7 separate regions of the Mus musculus genome follow, and all the other regions are linked to region 1. Evidence: chromatin contacts called from public HiCAR-type and promoter capture Hi-C data. All regions are on one chromosome and are shown on one strand. The core of a region is the stretch at or near the end of the contact, and the rest is flanking DNA. Distances in the headings are between cores, read along the strand shown. Region 1 holds the start of Igbp1 (immunoglobulin (CD79A) binding protein 1). Region 2 has its middle 17 kb from the start of Gm31155. Region 3 holds the start of Nono (non-POU-domain-containing, octamer binding protein). Region 4 has its middle 5.2 kb from the start of Gm31385. Region 5 holds the start of Med12 (mediator complex subunit 12). Region 6 has its middle 22 kb from the start of Gm41898. Region 7 holds the start of Foxo4 (forkhead box O4).

Region 1 (3,555 bases), core at 375-2,874:
CCTAGAGTCCACATAAAGATGAAAAGAGAGAACTGACTCTATAGGGCTGTTCCCTAACCTCAACATGTGTGCCATGGCATGTGTGCCCAAATACGCATACAACCCAGGCACAATCCAATAACTAATAATACATTTTAAATACGTTTGCTTCAACTTTTCTTGCAGATTGGACCAGGAATGTAACTCAGTTGGTAGAGTTCTGTGTAGGTAGCACAAGGCTGGCTCTATGTTCAATCCCCAGCATAAACCACGTGTATGACTGTACTACTTTGCAGGTGTAACCATCACTCAGGAGGTAGAAACCATGGATCTCAAGTTCAATATCATCCTTACCTACATAGCAAGTTTGAGAACTTGTTTCAAAACAACAACAAAAAAATAATAACAAAAAAAATAGTTGGCATCTATTTTTAAAAACAAAGAAAATTTAAGAACGCATAACTGAATATACTAAAATACTATTATTGGGTGTGTGTGGTTCAACTGGTAGAGCGCTTGTGTAGAATGCACAAAGCCCTGAGTTCAATCCCTAGGAACCAAATGTGGTGACACGCTCTTGTAATCCCTGCACATGGGATTGGAAGGTAAAGGCCATCGCGCTTCAAAGCCAGACTGGATTACAAAAGACCCTGTCTCAAAAATATTATCATTCAACATATAGTCAAAGCGTTGAGATATTTTTACATGTTTTGATTATATAATCAAAATCTGACCTGTAATTTACTTTTACAACACATCTAAATTTAAGATAAGCACACCTGAGCACTAGGTAGCCAGCCATCTAGTATCTGCAAAGCTGAGCTGATTTCCAAAGAGATCGCTTTATTTTTCTATTTATATATCATGACTCTGGGTAACTTCAGTATGAAGGATAGCCAGAGGAGGTGCTAAGATGGCTCATAATCATTCTGGAAGGGAGATTTTATAAAACACTAGCTATTAATGCAGTGTGGTCCGTGCTGTATGCGTGCACAGAAGAAATCCGAACGGCGAGGTGAAAGGCACAGTATATGGGGAGAGAACCAAAGACTGCATAGAAGTGTGACCTGGAAAGAAAGTTCCAAGAAAGGAAGGCAGCCGGCTGTTGGTAGATAGGAGTTGCAAGTTTTCAAATGTTCCTGATCAAAGAGAAAGGTTTCACAGGGTGCTGGCTCAAAGGGTGTTCGAGTGTATAGGGGACAGAAGGTTGTGGCGCGGTGGGTGGGCATTGATCGAGAGCGCGACTTACAACTTCACGTCCTCTAGGGTAAGCAGACCCGGAAACCGAGAGAGTGGCCGCTGACTAGCAGGACTTTCCTTGGGGGAACGACTTGACTTCTCTGGCATAGCAGGCTCGTGGTTCTCCAAGCATGGAACACGTTCGCCTACTCACGCTGGCTGGAGTTTGGAAATCAGCCCCGCCACTCCTGTGCCTCAGAGTACTAGGAACTTGCAAGTCCACTTCTGGCCACGTGGAGCCCATCTTTAGTAAAACAGCACAGACGACTTTAAAACAAGCGGCTGGCTGAAAATGAGTCCCTGGAAACGGTTGCCAGGGCCAGAAAACTGCGATTCCCAGAAGTCATTTGGGAAGCTTTGGTAACAAGTCGCTGGCCAATGCACTACTGCTTCCTGTGTCGTGAGAGCTTTAGGGCTCGTCTTTATGGAGTTTACCTTTGACTTCGGTAGAAATTCTTCCGGGTTTCTTTCTTTCCACAAGATGGCAGCGTCTGAAGACGAGTTACTGCTGCCGCGGCTTCCGGAGCTCTTTGAAACAAGCAAAAAACTTCTGGAGGACGTGGAAGTAGCAACTGAACCCACCGGCTCCCGAACAATCCAGGATAAGGTGTCCAAAGGACTAGAACTCCTTGAGAAGGCTGCTGGAATGTTATCGCAGCTTGATTTGTTCAGGTACGGGGGAGAGGGCAGGAACCGCAGAGAAGGAATGGCTAGCAAGGGCAGAGCCATTGCACTTGGGTGGAAAGGACCTTTAAGGCTAAAACCGCGCGGTTCCTACTTGTTCACCCGTGTACATTCTTTCCATTCTCCACTTTTCTTCTGAGATGCTTAATATCCCAGAACAATGCTCCCTCGTGTACGGCTGACTGCCTGGTCCTTGGGTATGCAAGCTCAGCCACTTTCTTTTTAATCTGGCCAATGTCTTTGCACCACTCTCTCCCAGCCCTATTCTTCCCTAGAAGCAGGGGCCACGGCTTAATGCTCAACCAGGCTTCACGGCCTCCTCTTTGCTCTTTGCAGCCGAAATGAAGATCTGGAAGAGATTGCTTCCACCGACCTGAAGTACCTGATGGTGCCAGCGTTGCAAGGAGCCCTCACCATGAAACAAGTCAACCCCAGCAAGCGTCTAGATCATTTGCAGCGGGCTCGAGAACACTTCGTACATTTCTTAACTCAGTGTCATTGCTATCATGTGGCAGAGTTTCAGCTACCCCAAACCAAGACTAACTCAGCTGAAAATAATACTGCTAGCTCCTCCATGGCCTATCCAAATCTCGTTGCTATGGCATCTCAAAGACAGGCTAAAATAGAGAGGTGGGTCAATGGCTGTAATTTGAGGGCTGTAGTTGGGGGTGCATGTGTTTGTGTGGTGTGTGTGTGTGTGTGTGTGTGTGTGTACTACAGAATAGTGTATTTTATTTTCTTGGTTCTTAATGAACATAGACCCTGGTGAAAGCAAACTTTCCTGAATCTTAACAAGCCTTTGTGCCATTGTTGAGGGGGTTGTGCTAAAACTTCAGGACCACCCCCCCAGCCCCTCAACACACACCTTAGGGTCATCACTAGTAGCAGTGTTATTCTAACCATTAGGTTGATCAAAGTATACCACAACCTTTTCCATGTCACTGCATAATGCTGTTTGTATGGGGTAAATATTTCAAAAGTACACAATATCTTGAACTATTTACTGAGCAATTCTGTTCAGAATGCATACAGGCTGGGATGTCTAGCATCCTGAATTAATCATAGCCCTGGTACAGCATCATGTTAACCTTGATTTAACCTTAGAAAATTCCGTGAATGCCCAGTGTCTTAAGAACAAAGTTAGGCACTGGGGATACGAACTGATTGGGTGTTTGTATGAATGTGGGTGATCTTTGTGCTCTGTGGGGAAAAGTAGCGTAGAAACAGCATGGCAGTATAAAATGTTGTGAAGGGAGAGGTGTGGAGTACGGTGGAAGCAGTCAGGGGCACCCACAGGCAGAGAGGGGACCTGTGGGAAGACTAGGCTTCTCAGGAAAGGGGGTGCTTAAGGGGACTAGGAGTGTGAGGCTGGGGAAGAGGAGAGGATGGCATTCGCCCGTCAGAGCAATAGCGTTGGTAAAGCCACAGAGGCCTTAAATAAACAGCTGGGAGGGAGCTGTATGGGCGGAGAACAGTGCCCCCTCCCAAGCAATAAAATAAGGCTGGAGCCAAAAGGTGGAAGAAGGCAGAAGGAATAAGGAGGGAGAGTGCTGTAGGGTTCACATCAGAACAGCAAGCTTAAGAAGATGTTCAAATCCCAGGTCCATCGTTAGGTACTCTGTGATTTGAGGGTAGGTTACTTATTTCCCCAAG
Region 2 (3,555 bases), core at 668-3,167, 950 kb before region 1:
AGTGTATGTACACACACCTGTAGCTACTCCTCTGTGCAACCATCTGTAGCTCGGTGAAGCTACGACCATAGTTCAAATTTTTGTCTAGTCTCCCACTCAAATGCATTGCCACGTAGATAATTCCAGCTCCCCCTTGCGTAACTGTAAATACATTCCCCTCCAACAGTGAGCAGCCTGGCTCCTGCCATCAAACCCACACTCTTTCTATATAGCCTTGCCCCCTTACTCCTGCCAGATTCCCAAGGCTTGCATGACAGTTGACATGGTGAGTAGCTATGTTTGTTTCTTCCTGGGCTTTGGGCAGCTTTCAGTGGTGGGCTATGATTTTGTGGCCTGGGAAACCCCTGTTGGTTTTGTTTCTATTTGGCAATCTTCAAAGGCCTGGGATGCTTTGTCTTGGTACTTGTCTGTGGTCGATTGAGCCATTAGGGCATTTGTTCATGTGGTAGCAAGCCCTCAACCACTAGCTGGCATGCTAGCCTTATAGCCTCCTGTTTGGGCATCTTCCCCTTTAAGCAGTCATGGAATCTCTTGCTCAGTTGACTGACTGTGATGGAGGACCCTCAGAAATCCCAAGCATAGGCAATCTGCAGCAGGAAGAATGAAGGTTCTTTTGACAAGAGTTTCTGTTAGATGAGCTCAATGGTCATCACCTTGGAGCAGTATGCTCAGTGGATCCATTCTGATCAGGGTCCCTGAGCAGCCCTAAATCTTGAGAATTCTGTGCTTTGGAGGCCTCTCTTCTGCTGCAGAAGAGCTAACTAATAGTGGCCACTCCCCCCAGGTGACCTTCTCTGGATCACATCAACCCCAGCCTGTATTTCCATCTTGTGATGCTCTGGCACGTTTAAGGTCCCTGAAGCGTTCCAGGACTCATGTGAATGGTGTTTTCCTGCAGCTCTGAGCATCCCAAAATGGAAAGGGGTCTGGCAGGCAGATTGATCCCATGGGCTGACATGGGATTTATTTATTTATTTATTTATTTATTTATTTATTTATTTATTTCAGGATCATGTGATGGCTTAGATTGTAGAATGTTTTTTAACATGTTGACTGGGATTGCTTTTATAGAAAGGCTATCAAACTGCACACACACCTAGGGTAGTCTTTCTCTGGAACTTATGGAAGTAAGAGTACAAAGTCTCCAAACAGCAAGGAAGTCTTGAAGAGCTTTAGCACAAGGCGTTCCTTTTTGTATTCAGCTCCCATTGTCCTACTCCCCCCCCAGAATCTGTCCTGGTCCTAGCCCCAGTCTGGAACTTCTGGGGGATTTAGAGATGAATGAACCCCAGTCTCTGCCTCTAACACCTTCCAGGCTAATAGGGACACAGACACAGAAGCTGTCCCTTTAAATAATATACTAGAAAGAACAGCAGTAATAATAAGAGCAGATACCAGTTACTGAGGTCTTACTATGCCTAAACATTGGGTGTTTTGCAAGCACCATTGACTTGGTCTCAGTGACCTCCTAGGTGTCACTATTATCCCCACACAGGAGGCAGCCAAGGGCTTGGTAACGGGAATCGATGGCAGCGCGAAAGCTCTGATTGTAACTCAGATCTCCCCAGCTCCACAGTCTGATTCTTTTACACTCTCAGACCTTGAACCTGCAGCCAAGTGTGGTAAGGCAACTTGCCCAGAAAAAAAGGGGCTGAATCTAGTGCCCTCTGCCCTCAGCCCCACAGAGAAGTCATAATGCCTTGCCAAGAAGACAGTGACATGTGTCCCTGATCCTAGCTTCTTCTCCTACTATGGTCCTATCTCTTGGCATGGTCCCAGAGACAGGCAGGCCATGTGGTTTGCACTGCCAGGCCACAGCTGGCCCACCTTCATGTGCCCCCTCCCATGCCCAGCCCCCTCTCCTCAGCCAACCATACAGCCTTCCTTCCGTTCAGCATTCTTGCCAGCTGGTGTGTGAGCCCTGTGTGAGGAGATGAGGTTGCTATGGCAGCTGTGGAGGGCTAGTGTGGAGGGGGGGGTACCCTGATGCAGAGCGGCTGACCTCTCTGGGAAGGGAGGCTATGGCCCCAGGCCTGGTAAGTGCTTCAGCAGGTCACCTCAGACAGCCTACCCCCCACCCTCTCTGGCCTTCTGCCCACACCGGGTGTGCTTTAAGAGCTCTTACCACACAGAGAAAGGGATGAGCCAGGGAGGAAAAATGCCCAGGCTCTTCAGAGCTCAAGCCCAATATAGCAGAACTAATTTGAAATGTCACTTAGGGCCGTCTCACTCCCAGCCAGCAAAAAGCTGGTTTATTTACATAGTTGGCTGAGGCAGGAGGCCAAGAACCTTGTCATGCCAAGGCATAGGGAATGGATGGCTGGGAGTGCTGCCCGTGTCCCCTCGGCCTGGAACCTTGCTCCTGACTTACCATCTTGAAGCCCCTGTGGGTACAAGGGCCCTCATGATTGCCTTACCCCACTCTAGGGATCGTTCACCCACCCCACCCCCTTCACAACATAGGGCAAGGCAGGAATTACTGGTGACCACCTTGGTGCCAGTTTGTGTTAGGCTGAATGCCTGGCATGATTTTCTTATTGGGCCCGTACCGAAGTGCTATCTCTACATCCCAAGTCAGGAAGCTGAGACTAAGAAAGATGAATGATTTTCTTGCGGTTCTATAGCCATTAAGAAAGTGACAACCAGGATTCAAATCCAGGTCCATCTGGCTCCCGAGGCTATGTCTTTCCCCTCTAGCTGTGCTTTGTACTTTGGCATCAATCATTCAAGCTTCTACCCAGGATATGACCTATCTAAAACATTAGACCTACCAATTGACTACCAGGCATATGTGTTATTGGGGATGAAACCCAGGGCATTCGAGGTCCATGCATATATACCAGTGAGCTGCACCCCCAGCTCCTGATGGCCTTTTAAAACAGAGTCCCCATAGTCTCTCTTGGATTGCCCAGTGAACCCCTAGACTGAAGCCAACAGGCCTGTGGTGGGCAGGGTAGTTCAAGCCTCCAGTAAGTGAATGGAGGCCCTTTCTGGTGCTTGCTAATATGCTTCAATTACAGAAGCACCTAGGTCCCTATTGATAGGGGCATATGGAAGTGACAGTCTTAGCTGACTATGCTTTTTTTCTGTCCTAGACCGAGCATCTTCCCTATGACTAAATGGGTGTGAATGTTGGGAGCTCAGAGAGAAAGATGTAGTTCGTGTTCACATGAATCTTCAAGCCGCCATCTACAATAATATAACAAGATTGGCTAATAGTGATTGGCTTGTGCCAGGAACTTTTTTTTTAAAGGCATCTGGGCTCTGAGAGAGGTCCTATTGCTTTTTAGAGGTAAAGAAACAAAATGTTGAGAGACACAGCATTTTGCCCAGGGTCACTCAGCTGGCAAGAGATAACAGTGAATTCACACAGACTTGTCAAAGCTCACATTTAAAATTTTCAAGCATTTATGCATATGGGTGTTTTACCAGCATGTATGTCTGTGAGCCATGTGTGTGTCCAGTGTCTGCAGAGACCACAAGAAGGTATCAGATCTCTTGGAACTGGAGTTAACAAAGAGTTGTGAGCCACCATGTGGGTGTTGGGAATGGAAC
Region 3 (3,555 bases), core at 429-2,928, 940 kb after region 1:
CCTGGAAACTGGAGTCCCAGCCAGCCACCAATGGGAGCTGGGGTAGGTACCCTAGTCCTCTGGAAGAACAGTCAGCACTCTTTACTGCTGAGCCATCTCTCCAGTCCCCATTAAATCTTTTTTGAAAACAGAAAGGGTCATGGTTTAGAAAGTATTCACCTTTTAAATCATGTATACATATACATGTATGTGTAATTTTGTTGTTATTGTTTTGTGTTGAGACAGAGTCTTAGGTACTGGATACCTTGCTACTCACTGTGTAGTCCAGGGTGGCCTTCTGGGCAAGGAGGCTCCTTTTTCAGCCTCCTGAGTACAGAAGTTAAAGGCTTAATCATTTCTGTTTGATTGTGACAGTCATACGTAGTAAACAGCTGTCATAATTGGATAGTGGATATAGGAGATCAGTAGTAGGGCTGAAACTTCATACTGAAGGGCATTATCTGATCTTGATCCCCCCCATTTTCTTTTTTCATAATAATGTGCTATCTTATCTCAAAGAATTTGGGAACCATTGGGATAAATATACCCACTATAGTAAGTTGTAGCCATATGTTGATGCACACGCACACGCAAACGGGGTGGATTGGGTAGAATATAGCTAGTCTCTACTACTGTATTGAATGGTGCCACAGAACCTTCCCAACATTGTAAGAGGCTTATTAGACAGCACAGTTCCATATCATTGTATCCCCATACAAGGTATAGGTAATGCCTATTGAGATAATCTGCCATCAGGAGTATGAATTAATTACTGAGGATTAACTACTGGTGCCTATCTATTGAACCTTGTAATCCTTGGTTAACCGCCTGGGAGAGCTAGGCATTATGGAATAACGAAGGTTATTATTACCTGATAGGCCTCCTATGGGATAAAGAGTAGGTCTGATGTGAAGACCTCCAACATACTGGTTCAGGCACCGCCGACCAACCTGTTGAGTCTCTCTGCGATGGGAACCTTAGTCTGTTTGGCCTATCGGGTTCTCTGGTTACTATGGAAATGGTGCTAGTCACAGTTCTGGGTAATCACTGAGCTTAAAGTGTCAAAATCGTTTGCCCTCCTGCCTGTTTCTACAATCATGTCCATTTCAGTTACACTTCCCAAACATACCCAGCACTGAGAAAGGAAACTAAAACTGTATAGGGTGTCAGGGTAGACGCTTTGAGGAAGTGTGGAAAAAAAGAAACATGGCGGGGCACATTTTTTTTTTTCAGTAGCAAACGGCTAGCTCTACCACATAGAATACAATGACATTGTTAGTCTTAATTTTGCACAGGCGCAGTGCATAAATTCTCAGCACACGCCTACGTGCACATTTTCCCCCCTTTTCGCTCCGATCTTCCTCTCGCACAAGTTCTCTTCTCTCCTCCTCCCACCGCTAGGTTTTCAGTCCTTCCGTAGGGCCGGGTGAGCCTCTCCTTCCGACCCCCTACCTTCCACTGCTGGCTCCCCCTCCCCCTTCCTTTTCCGTCTTGTGCTCGGCGCCTCTAGTGCATGCGCATAAGCTACGAAGCCTCGCTCTTTGTCCCCATCTGTCGTTCACACGAACCCAAGGCTTTGACAGTCGGTAGCCAATAAACGTTAAGAAATGGCGGACTAATGAGACTTTCTCGGGAGATAAACTTTGACTGGCAGTTCACATAGCCAATCGGGAATCCAAAATTGACCCCCCCCCCCCTCGGGAGGTACCGAGCTCCGTCGGCTCGTTTCCGGCGGTCGCGCGCTCTTTTCTCGGGACGGTGGAGGCCGTGCAGCGTCGCCCATACTCCGAGCAAAGAACTGTGGCCAGAGGGTGAGTTTGGGGATGGCTCTTTGGTTGCTTAGGGATGCGGTGGGGCTTCCTGCGACACTCTGGAAAGGGAGGGGTTGGGGCGAGGCCGAGTTTGCACACGGGCTATGGGTTCCGAAGGCCCGGGAGGCCTTTCCCCCTCCGCACAAGGCCTTCGCAGCCCACCCATGGGGGCCAGAGCGCTCCCTGCTCCCCGCCGCGGGCATTAGCCAATGCTTTTCTTGCTTCCTTGCCCAGACTCTTTGTGCTGCTCACCCCCAATTTTAGTGGCCCTAAGTTGTTGGCTTCTTGAACGCCCTGGGCCACAGGGTGTGGGGTCTATTATACTAAGGCCCTGAAGTCGAGGTTAGAGGAGGAGGCGCTTTGCTTTGTCGGATGCTCCTCCCTAGCCTTTCAAGGCCATTAATTCCTAGAGGGCCTGTGGGGCCCCTGGAGCTATGGATTTTTTGTTGTTGTTGTTTTGTTATTTGAAACGAAAGTGGGAAGTTTGCTAGTTCAGACCCCTTGGCTTTTGGTGCTAAGTTCATGAAACACCCTCCACCCCACCCTTGCACGCGCGCGCGCGCGCGCCTTTTTTCCGAACCCCTTGCTCCTTAAGCTTTTCCTAGGCATTTGTAGGCATCGCTTTTCTAAATTAAAAAAAAATGTTGCTTTCTGTGGCATTACTTTCGAGTATTTTTCACTTTGCGGACGTCTTACTGTAAGCTGACACCTTTCTTTGTGTTTTTAACAGCAGTCGAGGTTAGTGAGGACTGCGAGGCAGACACTTTGCTGTGTTCAAATCCAAGTCAAGGTAGGTGCAGGAGGTAGGGTCATCAGGTAAAGTGCAGGATGCTTAACTAATACAGATTTTACAGATGAGAAATTAATTTGGGGGGCACTTTTCATGTTATTTAAGCTAAACCGTTTTTAGAATCTGAAACTAAAATGTGACTGAGTGGTGTGGGTTTTTTTTTTTGTTGTTGTTTTGTTTTTATAACCCCTAATTATGGCTGTTCTAATAGGGGTTAGTGCTTAAATTTATGTTTGTCCACTTCATTGTTTTTTAAATAAAAAGTCCTAAGAAACTCAGCCGCCTTTACCGTGATTGTATTCTACAGCTTTAACAGTCGCCCACCAGGCAACCATATCAGCCTAGCAAGTTCACACTGGATTTCTCTAGCAGTTTTTCATTTAGTAATTTGACTCTTCTAAAATTGAGAGGACCTTGATTTAGATTTCAGATACCTGTGATTAATATGGTCCTGAACATGTCTGCAGGTATATCACACACAGTAGCTATAGTCTCTTTCATTGTGGTTAATCTTAGGACGTGATAGGAGACAGAAATCCTAACTGCTGATCTCTGTAGTTAGGGTTTGGTAAGTTTATTTCTGCAAAATTATATTATTGCATTTAACATAGGAACATTTCTTTCATGCTTGGTACTTGCTGTGTATACAGTGGTAATTTAGATTCTTTGGGCAGTGCTAACCTTCCTTGGTAAATGGAAACTTATGGAGAAGACTACATGGAAGGGAAAGATTTTGAAATCTGTCACCATGGGGATTTTTATTCAAAAACAAATAAAATAAATTTGGTTGTTACACGTTATCCATGCACTCAGGAGGCAGAGGCAGGTGGATTTCTGAGTTCCAGGACAACCAAGGCTACACAGAGAAAGAGAGAAACCCTGTGTGTGGGGGGGGGGGGGAAGAAAGAAAGAAAACAAGTTCTCCATGGTCAGACATGGTGGCAGAGGCAGATGGACCTCTGAGAGTTAAAGGCC
Region 4 (3,555 bases), core at 287-2,786, 840 kb after region 1:
GGCCCTTTAACCATACTCGCCAAGATGTGGACAAGTCCCTTTTTATCTTTCAGTTAAGATACTTTTCAAGCCTGGTGTGGTGGCACATACCTTAAATCCCATCACTCAGGAGGCTGAGACAGGCTGCTCTCTGTGAGAGGCCAACCTGGTTTACAAAGTGAATTCCAGGACATTGAGAGCTGTGCAATAAAGAAAACCATGTCTCAAAAAATGTTTCTTTTGGTTTTTCAAGACAGGCTTTCTCTGTGTAGCCCTAGCTGTCCTAGAACCCTCTGTAGACCATGCTGGCTTGGAACTCAAGAGATCCACCTGCTTCTGCCCCCACCCCTCAGTACTGGGATTAAAGGCGTACGCAGGCGCAGCTCAAAAAGACCCCCCCTTCCCTTTTGAGATAGGGTATCTCCATATTGCCCAGGGTTTCCTGGAAATATGTGGACCAGACTAGCCTCAAACTCACCAAGATCCTCCTGCCTCAGCTTCCTGAGTGCCGAGATTAAAGGTATGGGCTACCAAGCTTGGCAAGGGAACAAGAAAACTTCCCAAGTAATGTTTGTGGGTCACCTCATAAACAACAACACATTTTACACAGATTGACATATTTTATCTTGTAAATTGTAAAGTTTTAAGATTTCTGATCCTGAATTTACATTGAACCTATTCAAGGAACTTAATCAAATCAACTTTTCCAAACTAGAGAGGGCTCAGGCATTGGACCTCACTCACTACCTGGAGCTAAGCCTGGCATGGACCTTTAGGGATTAAGAGTGGTGGGCAGTGAGCAGGGTGTGGTGGCGCACGCCTTTGATCCCAGCACTTGGGAGGCAGAGGCAGGAGAATTTCTGAGTTCGAGGCCAGCCTGGTCTACAGAGTGAGTTCCAGGACAGCCAGGGCTACACGGAGAAACATTGTCTCGAAAAACCAAAAAAAAAAAGGTGGTGGGCAGAATCGGCCTCCCTTCCTGGTCTCCCAAGCCTGTCAAGACCCGGGTGGGTGCTTTTATTTTGTCAAGTGCTGCCCTCCTGTAGTTCCTCCAACCACTCTAGCCCAGGCTTCGTCCACCCCTTTTCAGGCTTGCAGAGGGGGAAAAAAGCCCAGGGAAGACCCCGCCCTTTCCCAGAGCTGTACGATGTGTTTAGAATATGGCTGATAACTAAGACAAATGTGCTTGCGAACTGGAAAAAAAACAACTTGGAATCCTGACAGCTTTCTGAAAATCCGGCCCCATGATGGCCGTCCCTACTCTTTCTTAGCTAGTCTTTCGTTTTAGTGCTCAAAAGTGGCCATGTGACCTTGACGGCAAACGCCATCTTCCTGCCAGGGGGCCCTGCGCGCGTCCGTAGCCTTGGCCGCCGCCAGCGCCCAAGCTTTTCGGATCTCAGCAGCTTTAGACCGCCTCCCAAGACCCCTTTTCCGGTCTGCGAGGCCTGAGAGACTCTCAGATCATTGGTGGAGAAAGTATGATTGACACCATCCCTGTCTAATGACTGGCTACCTCTTTTCCCGGCTCTGATGACTAGTTCCGCTTCCTTTCCCCGAGTCTTTTTGATGACTCATCCCTCTGTCTGCGCTGCGCAAAGTGGCCTTTCCCGGCCCCGCCCCTGCTGCCCGCCACCCTCCGCCCCCGCCAAAGAGAAGGAGCTTCGGGAATTTTATCTGAAGGCGCGCGCGCGCCCGCGCGCCCCCCTTCTCCGCCCCGCCCCCCGCCGCCGCCGCCAGCGTGCGCGCGTGCGTGTGTGTGTGCGTGTGCCTGTATGTGTGTGTGTGTGTGTGTGTGCCTATGTGTGTGTGTGTGCCTATGTGTGTGTGTGTGTGTGTGTGTACTTGAAGCTAAAACACTTATTTCCGCACAGGAAGGAGTCTCATTTCCATATAAGGAGCTTAACCCCTCACTGTCCTTTGAGGTTTCTGTCTTACTTGTTGGAGGCCGGGGAAGGAAAAATGATTGGGAGGGGGACTGCCTCGGCTTCCACTTCAGCCCCAGATCACAGGGGGCTGCCTTTGCTCCAGCTGCCAGCCACTCTGAGGGAGGAGCCTGGAAAGGTGGAGTTAGGTGGAGGCTTTCGGATCATTCTGTAGGTCTCTGGGGACATACGTGTCAATCATATAGGACAACCTTAACAAAGATTGTAATCCTAAAGAGGAATCCAGCCTTCGGTAGATAATGGAGAAAACAGAGAGCCCAGGCAGAGCGAAGAAGCTGCTGGATTCAGATGAAAGGATGGATGTCTACCTGAGCCAGGGGCCCTATGTCATCCATGCTCCTGCGTGCCCTTACAGCATGTTTTCCCCGACTGGGTTAAATGAAGCCAGAAGCTGTGTAAAGGGAGCTGGCTACACTTGTCTCCTTTAGGCTGCTTCCTGTAGTCTCGTTTTGCTTCTTCATGCTCAGACATCACTTCTCCGCCAAGTTTCTTATCCCACAGGTAAAGCTGCCTGAAAGTAGCAGTGTAGCCTAGGGTTTCATAGGCTCTGTGTGCAGTAAACACCCATAAGCCTGAGTATTGCATCAAAGAATGGAGATTTCCGAACCACATACACTGAGGTGTGGTGGTTAGGAGGGGGCTGAGTTTTTATCTTCCATCTCTAGTTCTCCCTGTAGAGGTCCCCTGGCTGAATCCCACCCACCGTTCATTTGCATTGTCCAGGCTCGACCCTCTACCTTCTGCATGGAATAGCCAAGGAACAGGAAAGAGGCAACATGTGTTTTGCCCATGCTGGGGTAAAGGGTCAGTGCAGACACAAATCCTCCTTGGCTTTTGTTTCCGATTTTGACCATTTCAAGAATCAGCACACGAATGGTGGAAATTTAGACTTTTCCCATTGCGCTGATAGGCTGTGTGATCCTCTGCCGGGATGCTGGGCTGTGGTATAATCCCCCTGGCAACTGGAATATTCTACTAGGAGACGTGTACCCTTGCCTAATGCTATCAACTGCTTCCAGTTTCTCCTCTTTATTATAAAGCGTTTCTCCACTCACTGCCTTGCCTTTGTTAATTTACCCACGGTACCTGCTCTGATGGTCAAAGACAACCAGGGCTGAGTGACACTGAAGATGTAGAAGGTTAACACATGATGGATAAGAGAATGGGGAGCAGGCAAGTGTGAAAAACAGGCAGTCACAATGTTTTATACTGTCCACATATCTGGGAGTAGCGCTAGTGGGGAGGGGCGGTAATCACAGTAAGTATAATGATTGTGGTACTTGTCAGTCTTAGATGTTTCTAGGCAGATTGGGAACTGCAAGGCCATTGGCTTTCAACTGTAAGAATTCCTAGAGGATGTTGCATTTGTTTTAAATATTTACTAATTTGTGTGTATGCTCACATGCATGCGTGTGTGTATGTGTGTGTGTGTGCGTGCATGCATGCCATTGCACAGATGTGGAGGTCAGAGGACACCTTTAGAGAGTTCGAGTTCTTTCCTTTTACCATGAGTCTCTAAGGGAAAGAACGAAAGTTGTCAGGCTTGGTGAAAAGTGCCTTTAGATACTGAGCCTACTTGTTTTCCAAGATGTGATATTTAAGAAATAGCCCAACAGAAGCTGGAAGGTGGGTT
Region 5 (3,555 bases), core at 653-3,152, 780 kb after region 1:
GTGCTTGGAAATGACCCTTGGTCCTCTGGAAGAACAGGCAGTGCTCCTAATCCCTGAGCCATCTCTGCAGCTCCTCTTTTTTTTAGATTATTTATTTATTGAGACAAGATCTCACTGTGTAGTCCTGGCTGTTCTGGAAGTCAAAGAGACTGCCGACTTCTGTCACAGGAGTGCCGGGTTAGTGCCCTTTGCCACTAAGTCTGAGAAAGAGTCGTTTGTACATTTTATTTATTTGTTTGTTTGTTCCATGCATGTACACGGTGCTCAGAGGAGAGTTTGCAAAAGTCAGTTCTCTGCTTTCATCATGTGAAACCGGAAGATTCTATCCTGGTAATCAGGTACAATGGCAAGCAAGCATCTTCTGCCTTCTGCCTGGCCCTATTGTGAAGGTTCATAAGTTGGAGTTCAGATATACAAAGCTTCATGATAGAAAATATCTGACAATTTGTATAACTACTATTCTGTGAAGATTCCTGTTTCTTCCTCCTCCTGCTCCTCCTCCCTTTTCCTTTTGATCCGGCCTGGAAGCTTTAGGAGGCAGATGGCTCACTGAGCTTTCTGTGAGTTCTAGGCCAGCGTGGGCTATATGGAAAGTTTTAGGCCACCTGCGATTACATGATGAGATGACCTTGTCTCAGAAAAGAGGTGTGTGTATGTGTGTGTGTGTGTCTATGTAATTTGGGCTGGAAGTAACTTGTTATCCTTTTGCCAATCTCCCGAGCTGTGGGAATTACAGGTGTGTGACACACATAATGTAAGTGTCAATGGATTTCTTTTTGAGACAGGGTATGTGTCAGTCACTGTTGCTCTGGATGACCTGCTTGCCCCACCACATCTGACTCTGATGACACGTTGGCATTTTTTTTTTTTTTTGGTTTGTTTTTTTCCTTCCAGAGCTGAGGACGGGTACCCAGGGTCTTGTATTTGCTAGGCAAGTGCTCTACCATTGAGGTAAATCCCCAAACCCTGTGGTTTTTTTTCTTTTGAGACAAGGGCGCTATGTAATTCTGGCTGTTCTGGAGCTCAGTGTGTAGACCAGGCTGGCCTTGAACTCAGATACTCCTGCTCCTGCCTCTCTAGTTGCTAGGACTAAAGGTGTTTGCCATCAATCTGGCTACTTTTTGTTTGTTTCTTTGGTTTTGTTGTTGTTGTTGTTGAGACAGGGTTACACAGTTCATACATGGACTTGGCTGTTCTGGAAGTCATTGTGTAAACCAGGCTGGCCTTGAATTCACAGAGATCTGCTTTCTTCTGCTGGGACTAAAGGTGTGCACCGCCAGGTTAAGGGTTAACAACAACAACAAAGGGTTAGGGGGTTGTGGTGCAGAGGGCCTGTAACCACCTGGAGAGATTATAAGCACTTCAGTTTTACAGTTGCTTTCTTTTTGTGTAAGGCAAGCACTTCACAGAGATCCGTCTGTCTCTGCCTCTGCAGGGGTTAAAGGCCTGCGCCTGGCTAGACCGGATCTTTTGTATCAGATCAGAGGTGCTTTCTTAAAACAATAGTAGTTTCTAATCTTTACAACTGTCCTTTGAAGGAAGTTTAGCATGCCCATTATCCAGATGTGAGAACCAAGAAACGAAGTGATCAGTAAAAGACGCAGTTATTAACTAAACTAAAAATTCCCGAGCACTTATTTTAGGCCAAGAACTGAGCGAGGCCACGGGAAGCCAGTTCCAGCGAGAGAGCTCAGCGCCGCGGCTGCCTTCCCTATTCCAGGTCTGCGCCTCCAGCCCCGGCCACGCCGGTGGATTTCTAGTGTGTGAAATTGACTTTCCCTCCTAGGGCCCAAAGCTCCCGGGCTGTGGGGCTCCGCCCCGCGCCGGCGAGGCCCCACCCACTCTGCAGTCAGTATTGTCCGACGGTACCCAGCGTCCCTCGGCAGTTTCCGGCAGTAATCGAGAGTTTCTAACGTGCCCCGCCTCCGCCACCCCCCTTCTCTCGGCCTCGGTCCTCTCTACCGCCGCCCGGCTCGCTGTCCCCGTGCTCCCTCCCGTCCTCGGCCCTCCGCCCCTTCCCTCCCCACCTCGCCTGGCCCTGCAGGCGCCTCAGGCGGTACGGGCTGGGCAAGATGGCGGCTTTCGGGATCTTGAGCTATGAACACCGACCCCTGAAGCGGCTGCGGCTGGGGCCTCCCGATGTGTACCCTCAAGATCCCAAACAGAAGGAGGTGCGTTCACAATTCCCGGTTCCCGCGGGGTCCGGGCAGGTGTTTCGTGAGGGAAGAGACACTGACAGTTGAGGGCAAGGGGGGATGAGGTTAGGTGAGAGAAAAAGTCCCAACAGGGGGAAGAGTAGAGTGGACTGGTGCCCTGCTGGAGAGTAGGGTCTGCCAGCAGTTCCGGTTGAGGAGCTCGTGGGTTCAGGAGCCATGCCAGAGGTGCCCCCCTCCACACTCACTCGGGCGCTCACACACAAACCTCAGAAAGTTGTTAGGGCCAGCTTGGTGAGGTGCCGGTAAGGGAAGAGTGATGTTGAGGTCGCTCTGGGGGATGTGGGAGTCTCATTGACTGTGGGGGTGAGGGTGGGGTCCAAATGAACATAAGGGCTGGGCTTTAAATAACAACCTCTTCTAGTCAGAATCCTCCTCCTCCTCCTCCTCCTCCTCCTCCCTGGCTCCCTTGTTACCTTTTCCTCTGCCCTCTCTTACAACCTCTTCTATAAGGTGAATGAGGGTGAGCTAAAAATGCTGTTTTTCTGCCTCAGGATGAACTGACGGCTTTGAATGTAAAACAAGGTTTCAATAACCAGCCTGCTGTCTCTGGGGACGAACATGGCAGTGCCAAGAACGTCAACTTCAATCCTGCCAAGGTGAGACAACCCTGCCAGGCTGAAGGAAAAGGCTGGAAGAATCTGAGGAGCAAAAGCTCCGGGTTGGGCAAACTGAAAGGGACAACCTAGGTGGCAGAGTTTATAACTCAGTGCTAGCACATTGGCATTTTCACAGTCTTCCTACCCTGAGGTCTACTTTTCCCCCTTTAGATCAGTTCCAACTTCAGCAGCATCATCGCAGAGAAGTTAAGGTGTAATACTCTCTCTGACACTGGTCGCAGGAAGTCCCTAATGAACCAGAAGGACAACTTCTGGCTGGTGACTGCAAGATCTCAGAGTGCTATTAACACCTGGTTCACTGACCTGGCTGGCACCAAACCACTCACACACCTAGCCAAAAAGGTGAAGTACTCTTTTCCTGTTCTTAAGGTCAAGGTGGGGAATGTGTCTACCTATATTCTAAGATGTAGCTATGTGGTGTCAGCTCCCTGGAGTAATTAGAGACATTGCTGTTTGTGATGCCCATCCAGGTCCCCATTTTCAGTAAAAAGGAAGAAGTATTTGGGTATTTGGCCAAATACACGGTGCCTGTGATGCGGGCTGCCTGGCTCATTAAGATGACTTGTGCCTACTATGCAGCAATGTCTGAGACTAAGGTTAAGAAGAAAAATACTGCTGACCCCTTCACTGGTAAGTAACTCTGTACACCTGGTATACCACTGATGGCTTCAAGGAGTGATGGAGCCTTAGAATAAATCTTCCTAGTCTATTCCTTGCTTCTG
Region 6 (3,555 bases), core at 346-2,845, 760 kb before region 1:
AAGAATCCCTTTGGCCATTGTGTGAGGTGGGGCTGCAGAGGTGATCAGATTCTCTACAGCTCTGCTCTTCACCTGACCTGGAAAGCAGGATATACACAGGTACATCAGGCAGACGGATTTACTTAGATCACAACACCCCCTGTTTAACACTCTCCAGTGGCTTCCCCAGCACTTCCAATCCACTCTGGTGCCCTTGCCTGTAAGATCAGTGCCGGCCTTTGTTCTCAGCACATCTCACTCCCCCTCTCCCTCCAGTTATGCCAGCCTCATTGAGCTACCTTCCCAGTGGCCCTGCGTTCACACTCACCAGGCTTATTTTTGATTCCTTTGCATTTTTCTTCTGCCATAATTTTCTCCAAAGTTTTATCATCACCCCAAACCCACCTGAATATCACATACATAGGAAAGAACTTTTCTGACCCCTTGCCACAGAGCAGCTCTGGATCTCCCCCACCCCCTTATCACAGCCACCCACAGTGCTCCGTCTCACACTTCTCTTTGTGATTATCTTGACTATTTACATATTTTAAGGTCGCCCTTGAATGTGAGCATCAGAACATAGCCACTTTATTTTACCCAGTATTGTATTTCCAAGAACCTGGGAAAGTGTTGTCTCATTGTAGGCGCTTCCTCTGTGTCTGTTGAATGGACAATGGCAAGAAAGTCAAGTTATTGCTCTTGAGTTTTCTAGCCATGTAAGGATAGGCTAGACTTTTTGAAAGAAACTGTGCAAAAAGTAAAGGAAGCTAAAAGTACAACAAAGGAAGAAAATGTAAAAAGTATTGCTAAGCTTTTCAATAAAGCATGGGTCACTGAAAGTTGGATTGAGCCTCTATGCACATAAAAACCACAGTAACCTCACACTCAATGGAGAGACTGAATACTTCCCACTAGGGACAAGATGTAGACACCACTCAGGCTAATTCTATCCAACACTGAAATGGACATTCTACCCAGGGTAGTTAGGAAGAAAGTAGAAGAAAAGGCCTCCAAATTAGAATGAAAGTTGAAAAACCACCTCCTTTTGCAGGCAACATGATCTTGCATCTCCAAAATCCTAAAGAAACCACTGATATAAACACCACTAAAATCAAAGTAGAAGGTCAGCAATGTTGCAGGCAGCTTGCAGGGCATTGGGGCTAGAAGACAGGATGTCCTGCCTGTCCAGAGTTGCTGGAGCAGCCTTTCCAAGCTCTAGGCTACCATCTCTGTGGAATGAAATAGTCCAGACACACAAAGACTCATTCTGTCTTTCTGTAAGCTGTGCTCCAGCTCCAGCCTCATCTCCTTTTGTTCAAAGGTTGAAGGATTATATTTTCATATCCTGTGTGCCTTGTGAACTGTGCCAGCCAAGCCAGTCTGCAGCCAGAGTGTAGTTATCTCAGGATAAGGAATTGGACTCTATAAAGCATCATTCTTTAAGCTTTTGTACTCTCTCTCACTCTCTCCCTCCCTCTCTAGTTTTGTTTTTCACTTGGTTTCCTAGCAAATTTCCTTTTGAGAAATTCCAATATTGTCTCATCTGAACCAAGGGGAATAAGATTTGTCTACAAGTTGGTCACTGTAGGGCTAGCTTAGAGGTCAGGGGTCCCTTGAGGCTAGGTGTGGGGGTAGCTGCAGCCAGCACAGCTGGAGATGCAAAGGAGGGTTGAAGCTGTGCAGATTTGTTTTTTGGATGATGGCTTAAGATACTGAAATGATAGGCTTTTGGCTTAGGATCGAGTGCATCTCACTAGGGAAGAATGTGGTTGCTTGGAGACTTGCCGATCTGATCAAGATGACTTTAACTGGGGGGAGGGGGGACATGCCCATATCACACTGTAAGGCCAGATACTATAGACAGCAGCAGGCATGTCAGGAACAGAAGAATAACAGAAAGACACCCTGTGATTTTCGGGAGAAAATGGCTGAGAAGGAAATTGGGTATGGTGCTTCCAGCTTAGATTGTCAATATGCCAGTGTGAAGAGTGAGAGCAGAAAACAAAGCAAATTGAGATTGTTTTCAAACACAAAAAAAAAGTAAAGAAAAATCGAAGCCATCACCGAGACTCAGGAGTAAAAAAATCCACAACTGAAAGACATTCATCATCTGCTAGATTGACTTGAGTTTCCCAACCATAGGACAGAATCCTTTGTGCTCATTTGTACCAACTTTGTGGCATCCAGAGGGTAAGATTAAGAACACAGAATCAGAGAGAGAAGTACTGAGGAAATGAACATGAAGTCCAATAACTGTGGAAACTCTTCCCTTGGTGGTGCCCTTGGTGCCTCACATTGTGGACAGATGAGTGAAGAAGTCAGACAGGGCCTCTGCACTCGCAGAGCTCCTACTGAGAGCAGATAGACAAATGCAGGCACTAAAAATGAACAAAATAACCTCCAGATCACTAAAAGATCTGCAGAGAAAATGCAAGTGATTGCAATGAAGAGGAGGGAGGACTGGGAAGCTTGGGTGCCCTGAGGTCACCTACCTGCAAGGGTGACTGTTGACTGCAGGGAGAACAAAGTGTGGGAGTAAACCATGGGAACAGAGAGAAGTGCTAGGAGACAGGAAACAGCCAAGGACCAGAGGGTGATCCAGGCAATTGGCTCAGATTTCTCCTGCCGGAAATGGGCAGGAGTTTAGATAGCTTACTGGGGGAGGTGGGAATTATGGAAAGGCAGCAAGGAAGTCACAAGGGAAGAAAGAAAGCCCAAGTGAGGAGATTTCAATCCAACTTAGAAGACAGAACAAAATAATCATGGAAGGCAGAGGAAGGGAGGGACCTGATGGGACAGGGGAGGGGGAGAGGGAATGGGAAAGAATGGCAGGATCAGGTAAGGGGGGTGGGGAACAGGGGGCCAGGTGAATGAATGGGAATATGCAGCTGTGGGGGGGGCAGTGGGAACCTCTGGAAATTCCCAGAGACCTAGGGTACAAAAGGCTCCCAGGACTCAATGGAGATGACCTTAGCTGCAATGCCCAATAGTGGGGTGATGGAACCTAAAGAGACCAACTCCAGTAGATAGATAGGGCCCCTAATGGAGGGATGGGGTCACCAACACATCACCAAAGTTTTTGACTCAGATTTTTTTCCTGTCTAAAAGAAATACAGGTGCAAAAACGGAACAGAGACCATTTTAAAGTAACAATGGCCTAACTTGGGATCCATCCCATGGGCAGGCACCAAACCCTGATGTTATTACTGATGCTATGTTGTACCTGCAGACAGGAGCCCAGCATGACTGTATTCTGAGAGGCTCTACCAGCAGCTGACAGAGACAGATGCAGATACTTAGGGCCACCCATTGGACTGAAGTCAGGGACCCCAATGGAAAAATTAGGGGAAAGATTGAAGGAGCTGAAGGGGATGGCAACCCCATAGGAAGACCAACAGTGTCAGCTAACTTGGACCCTTGGGAGCTTCCAGAGACTAAGCCACCAACCAAAGAGCATACATGGGCTGGTCCAAGGCCCCTGACACTTATGAAGCAGAGGACTGCCTTATCTGACCTCAGTGGGAGAGGGTATGCCTAATTCCGAAGAGACTTGATGCCCCAGGGAAGTGGGATGTA
Region 7 (3,555 bases), core at 741-3,240, 760 kb after region 1:
CCAGCACCTAAGCACGTAGCTCACTATTTGCCTGTAACTCCTGCTCCAGGGGATCATGGCCTCTGGCCTTCCTTCTCAGGTACTTACAGTCATGCACTCACGTCCACATATGTCCACATAATTAAAAATTAAAAATCAAAAGAACGGATGGTGGTGGCACAGGCCTTTAATTTCAGCATTCGGAAGGCAGAGGCAGGTAGCTCTCTAGAAGATGGAGGCCAACCTGATCTACATAGTGAGTTTCAGAACAGCTGAGGCTATACACAGAAACTCTGTCTAGCAAAACTAGACAGGGATTGGGGGGAAGAAGATTTCTGTTAAACAACTAAACAACAACAATAAAAAGACAGAAAGAGGATGCAAAGGGAAAGTTATTATAAGGTGGAAGCATTTCTAGAAAATAGGGGGAAACTACAGCTGGTTCAAACTTAGTGTGCTTAGTTGAAAGATGGGGCAGGAAAAGTGTAACTTGAACCTGAAGAGCTTTCCTAGAGTTTGAACATTACAGTACTTTGGATTTTTAGGCCCACCTGTTTCCTTGTGTAAATCACTTGATCTCTGAGATCATCTGTATTTTCATCTATAAAACAGATATAATAGTGGTTAACCATACCTTGCATGGTTAAGTGAGCTGTAAGTGAGCTAATTTTGATATGCTGGTTTGAATAAGAATGCCCCCCATAGGCCCACTAGGAAATGGCTTTATTTGAAAGGATTAGAAGGATTAGAAGCCGGTGCACTGTTGAAGAACTTAAACCCAGTCATAATGTCTCCATTTAGAATTTGGAAGTAGCAAGTTACAGAAGTGGAAAGGTGACCATCAGTGTGGCTGAGAAGGTTAGGTAGACCCAGAACAGCCTCTAACCAAATTCAGAGCTTAAGAGTAGGGATCGGGGATTTAGCTCAGTGGTATAGCACTTGCCTAACAAGGGCTAAGGCCCTGGAGTCGGTCCTCAGCTCCAGAAAAAAGACAAAATAACAGAGGTTAAAGGTAGCTAGAGGGTGGAGGTATAGGTGCAGAAAGAGATTAAAAAAAAAAAAAGTTCAGTTGGAGACATGTTGAATGAGAAGCCATTGAAGATCAGAACAAGGAGAAGATCAGTATTTCAGAGGCCTGCATAGCTGACAGAGGAAACTAGCAAGACTGTCTGTGAAATGTACATAGAAAATGGAGAGAGTGCACCATAACCAATGAACACTGTTTGTTGTTACACAAGCTTCCCTCTCAACTCCCCAAGTGAGTGTGTCTTATTTTCTAATCAGATCCCTACTTGTTGATACTCTTTCTGCTTCTTATAAGGGCAATACATTTTCACTTTGCTTTCTTAGTGAAGGATGGGAAAATCTAGCGTCTTTCAAAACGATCTTTTGGGCGACCCCGAAACTCGAGGAAGTGGGTGAAAAGGGAAGGAATGAGGAAAAATATTTTTAAGAAAAGAAAAAGAGTCCGGGACGACCTCTAATCATTAAAGTTCCACCTCCCCACATCCTGCCACGCGCCGCTCTCCTGCGGCCGATATCGGACTCCTGATCGCAAGGTAGGACGGGAGATGTAGTCTTCGAGAACGACCAGGGTGGCACGATTCGAGAACTCAGTTTCCCAAGTGGCTCCTGAGGCGCGTGCGCAGATGGCTGCCCCAGCGAGTGGTAAACAGAGACGTCTGGCGGGGGCTGCTGCTTGGAGCAAAACAAAAGGGAAACCCGGGGGGCGGGGGGTGGGGGGGTCCGATAGGGGATTCAGTTCTGGAGTTGGGGAGGCTGGGGCCGCAAGAACCTTGACCCTCTCAAGAGTGACCTGGAGGGAAGAGGCGAGGGGAGGGAGAGCCAGGGGAGGGACAAGTGACGCCCGGGAGCGGGGCGTGGGGGAGGGCAGCGATCCGGGTGGAGGAAATTTGGGAGGAGTGTCCGGGGGGCAGCAACTTGAAAGGGGGAGGGAACTTCGCTGAGGAGACGTTCGGTGATGGGAGCGCAATGTATGAGGGGATACGGTGCCTCAGGTTTAAAAGAGCAGGAAGCTGAGTGAGAGGGTGCAGAAAGTGCCTTCGCTAGGCGGAGGTTACAGGTGGTGCCTCAGAGCGCTACTCTGAGGCTGCAGCCCGGACTCCGGAGGGGATCGGAGAACGGAGTGAAAGGGACAGTTTAGGAGCTAGAGTCCGGAGACGAGGGAGAAGTTCGTGACTTTCTGAGAACTGGAAAGAATGTGTTTCCCCCCTTGGGGGAGGCATGGTGAGGGACTGTGGCAGGCTCCACTGATCGCTGAGCTGCAGAGGTTCGACCCCACGTATGGATCCAGAGAATAAGAAGTCAGCCACAGGGGCTGCCGCGATCCTAGACCTCGATCCCGACTTCGAACCCCAGAGCCGTCCGCGATCCTGCACCTGGCCCCTTCCTCGACCAGACCTCGCTACGGAGCCACACGAACCGTCCGAGGTGGAGCCCAGTCTGGGACAGAAGGTACCCACGGAGGGACACTCCGAACCGATCCTGTTGCCCTCTCGGCTCCCAGAGCCGGCAGGGGGCCCCCAGCCGGGAATCCTGGGGGCTGTAACAGGTCCTCGGAAGGGAGGCTCCCGCCGGAATGCCTGGGGAAATCAGTCATATGCAGAACTCATCAGCCAGGCCATTGAAAGCGCCCCGGAGAAGCGGCTGACACTCGCCCAGATCTACGAATGGATGGTCCGCACGGTGCCCTACTTCAAGGACAAGGGTGACAGCAACAGCTCGGCAGGATGGAAGGTAAGTATGACTCCCTTACCTTCACGCCATCCACCCTTGGACCCCTCTAGTTACTCTCACTCCGGGGCCCCCCATTACCGCCTTTCCACCCCTTTGGAAAGCCCAAAGATCCACCTTTAATCTTCAGTTAGACAGGCATTTACTTAGTACATAGTATATACCACACTCTGAGCAGCTTGAAGCAGGAGGATCGGAGATGAATAAGACACTGTCCCTGCTCTGAGGAAAATCGAATTCTCTACTCGCTACTCAGCACTTTGGCTTGAGCTGCTCCAAACATTTATTCCCACAGAGAAGTCTTTATCCTATGTACAGCAGGAACTGTGTGGATTCTCCACCGGCACCTAGCCTTCCCTCCTCCCTCCCCTCCCACCCAACACCTTTTGGCCCATTCCTGCGGGATTACTCGGATTCCCTGCTCGCCTCCCAATACCTCAGTGAACAGAACTGTTCTACGATTGCTCTGCCCAAGAGGGAGTGGGCGGTGAAGGGGGGCAAAGTGGTTGGTATCCATGGGGAAAGGTAGCGACCTTGTGCACTAAGGAAAGAGGCCCGCAAGCTGCTATCTGCCTCAGTTTACCTTCTCCTGACGAAAATCCTTCCTTGTAAGGCGCTCTCCAAACTCACGGGGAAAGTCTTTGTTCAGGAATACTACTCATGGAGAAAGGAGGTATCATATAGCTTTGACTTTCGAGTCCAAGTTGGTCCTTGGTCTTTCTTGAAGAAACTGGGAAGATCTCAAACGGTAACTCTGAAAACTTCGCCAGAGAAATACGGACTCTAATCACAAAACTAAGGAGGGTTCAGCCCGTATCCATG

Evidence for each region. Promoter capture Hi-C pulls out the DNA fragments that hold promoters and counts their contacts. HiCAR-type assays count read pairs that join an accessible place to other places. Capture Hi-C pulls out chosen DNA fragments and counts their contacts.
Region 2: a promoter capture Hi-C map of hippocampal neurons shows a contact between it and region 1, with 5 times the contacts expected there. The contact joins the enhancer-like site here to the promoter of Igbp1 in region 1. A contact is called at or near these places in 8 of 39 promoter capture datasets (the 3T3-L1 cell line, 3T3-L1-derived adipocytes, embryonic stem cells and 4 more), 4 of 484 Hi-C or Micro-C datasets (cerebral cortex, cortical neurons, myocytes and 1 more), 1 of 115 datasets of contacts at active chromatin or transcription factors (astrocytes) and 1 of 9 other capture datasets (embryonic stem cells).
Region 3: a contact with region 1 is called in a promoter capture Hi-C map of liver, with 2.9 times the contacts expected there. The contact joins the promoter of Nono here to the promoter of Igbp1 in region 1. A contact is called at or near these places in 3 of 39 promoter capture datasets (liver, pre-B cells and second pharyngeal arch cranial neural crest) and 1 of 9 other capture datasets (liver).
Region 4: a promoter capture Hi-C map of pre-B cells shows a contact between it and region 1, with 7 times the contacts expected there. The contact joins the enhancer-like site here to the promoter of Igbp1 in region 1. A contact is called at or near these places in 7 of 39 promoter capture datasets (3T3-L1-derived adipocytes, the C10 cell line, hippocampal neurons and 2 more), 1 of 484 Hi-C or Micro-C datasets (B cells) and 3 of 115 datasets of contacts at active chromatin or transcription factors (astrocytes, microglia and pro-B cells).
Region 5: a contact with region 1 is called in a promoter capture Hi-C map of pre-B cells, with 3 times the contacts expected there. The contact joins the promoter of Med12 here to the promoter of Igbp1 in region 1. A contact is called at or near these places in 2 of 39 promoter capture datasets (hippocampal neurons and pre-B cells).
Region 6: a contact with region 1 is called in a HiCAR-type map of fibro-adipogenic progenitors, with 8 times the contacts expected there. The contact joins the enhancer-like site here to the promoter of Igbp1 in region 1. A contact is called at or near these places in 10 of 39 promoter capture datasets (the 3T3-L1 cell line, 3T3-L1-derived adipocytes, the C10 cell line and 6 more), 2 of 15 datasets of contacts at CTCF or cohesin (pro-B cells and stem cell-derived epiblast-like cells), 25 of 484 Hi-C or Micro-C datasets (B cells, the G1E-ER4 cell line, the HPC-7 cell line and 15 more), 6 of 115 datasets of contacts at active chromatin or transcription factors (astrocytes, embryonic forebrain, embryonic stem cells and 3 more) and 3 of 9 other capture datasets (adipose tissue, embryonic stem cells and liver).
Region 7: a contact with region 1 is called in a promoter capture Hi-C map of liver, with 3 times the contacts expected there. The contact joins the promoter of Foxo4 here to the promoter of Igbp1 in region 1. A contact is called at or near these places in 4 of 39 promoter capture datasets (the C10 cell line, erythroid cells, liver and 1 more).

Annotation. Positions count from the first base shown.
Region 1 is chrX:100,492,667-100,496,221 of GRCm38.p6, forward strand. Igbp1 (immunoglobulin (CD79A) binding protein 1) reads left to right here and starts at 1,625. Exons shown (of 6, transcript NM_008784.3): 1 at 1,625-1,890; 2 at 2,239-2,532. The coding sequence starts at 1,700. It also overlaps a transcript of Awat2 not described here.
Region 2 is chrX:99,538,229-99,541,783 of GRCm38.p6, forward strand. No RefSeq gene overlaps it. Among named protein-coding and RNA genes, the nearest start is that of Gm31155, 17 kb to the right of the region's middle. Within about 2 kb of position 1,918, at least 34 of the 459 cell types and tissues checked have an H3K27ac peak or open chromatin away from gene starts, as enhancers often do. A contact at or near this core is called in cerebral cortex, cortical neurons and hippocampal neurons, where this site is marked.
Region 3 is chrX:101,427,973-101,431,527 of GRCm38.p6, forward strand. Nono (non-POU-domain-containing, octamer binding protein) reads left to right here and starts at 1,679. Exons shown (of 12, transcript NM_023144.2): 1 at 1,679-1,790; 2 at 2,521-2,580.
Region 4 is chrX:101,331,150-101,334,704 of GRCm38.p6, forward strand. No RefSeq gene overlaps it. Among named protein-coding and RNA genes, the nearest start is that of Gm31385, 5.2 kb to the right of the region's middle. Within about 2 kb of position 1,537, at least 396 of the 459 cell types and tissues checked have an H3K27ac peak or open chromatin away from gene starts, as enhancers often do. A contact at or near this core is called in B cells, liver, microglia and 2 more, where this site is marked.
Region 5 is chrX:101,272,189-101,275,743 of GRCm38.p6, forward strand. It overlaps Med12 (mediator complex subunit 12), which reads left to right and starts at 1,903. Exons shown (of 45, transcript NM_021521.2): 1 at 1,903-2,171; 2 at 2,708-2,812; 3 at 2,984-3,175; 4 at 3,304-3,463. The coding sequence starts at 2,073.
Region 6 is chrX:99,731,091-99,734,645 of GRCm38.p6, forward strand. No RefSeq gene overlaps it. Among named protein-coding and RNA genes, the nearest start is that of Gm41898, 22 kb to the left of the region's middle. Within about 2 kb of position 1,596, at least 6 of the 459 cell types and tissues checked have an H3K27ac peak or open chromatin away from gene starts, as enhancers often do. A contact at or near this core is called in fibro-adipogenic progenitors, where this site is marked.
Region 7 is chrX:101,252,538-101,256,092 of GRCm38.p6, forward strand. Foxo4 (forkhead box O4) reads left to right here and starts at 1,991. Exons shown (of 3, transcript NM_018789.2): 1 at 1,991-2,736. The coding sequence starts at 2,284.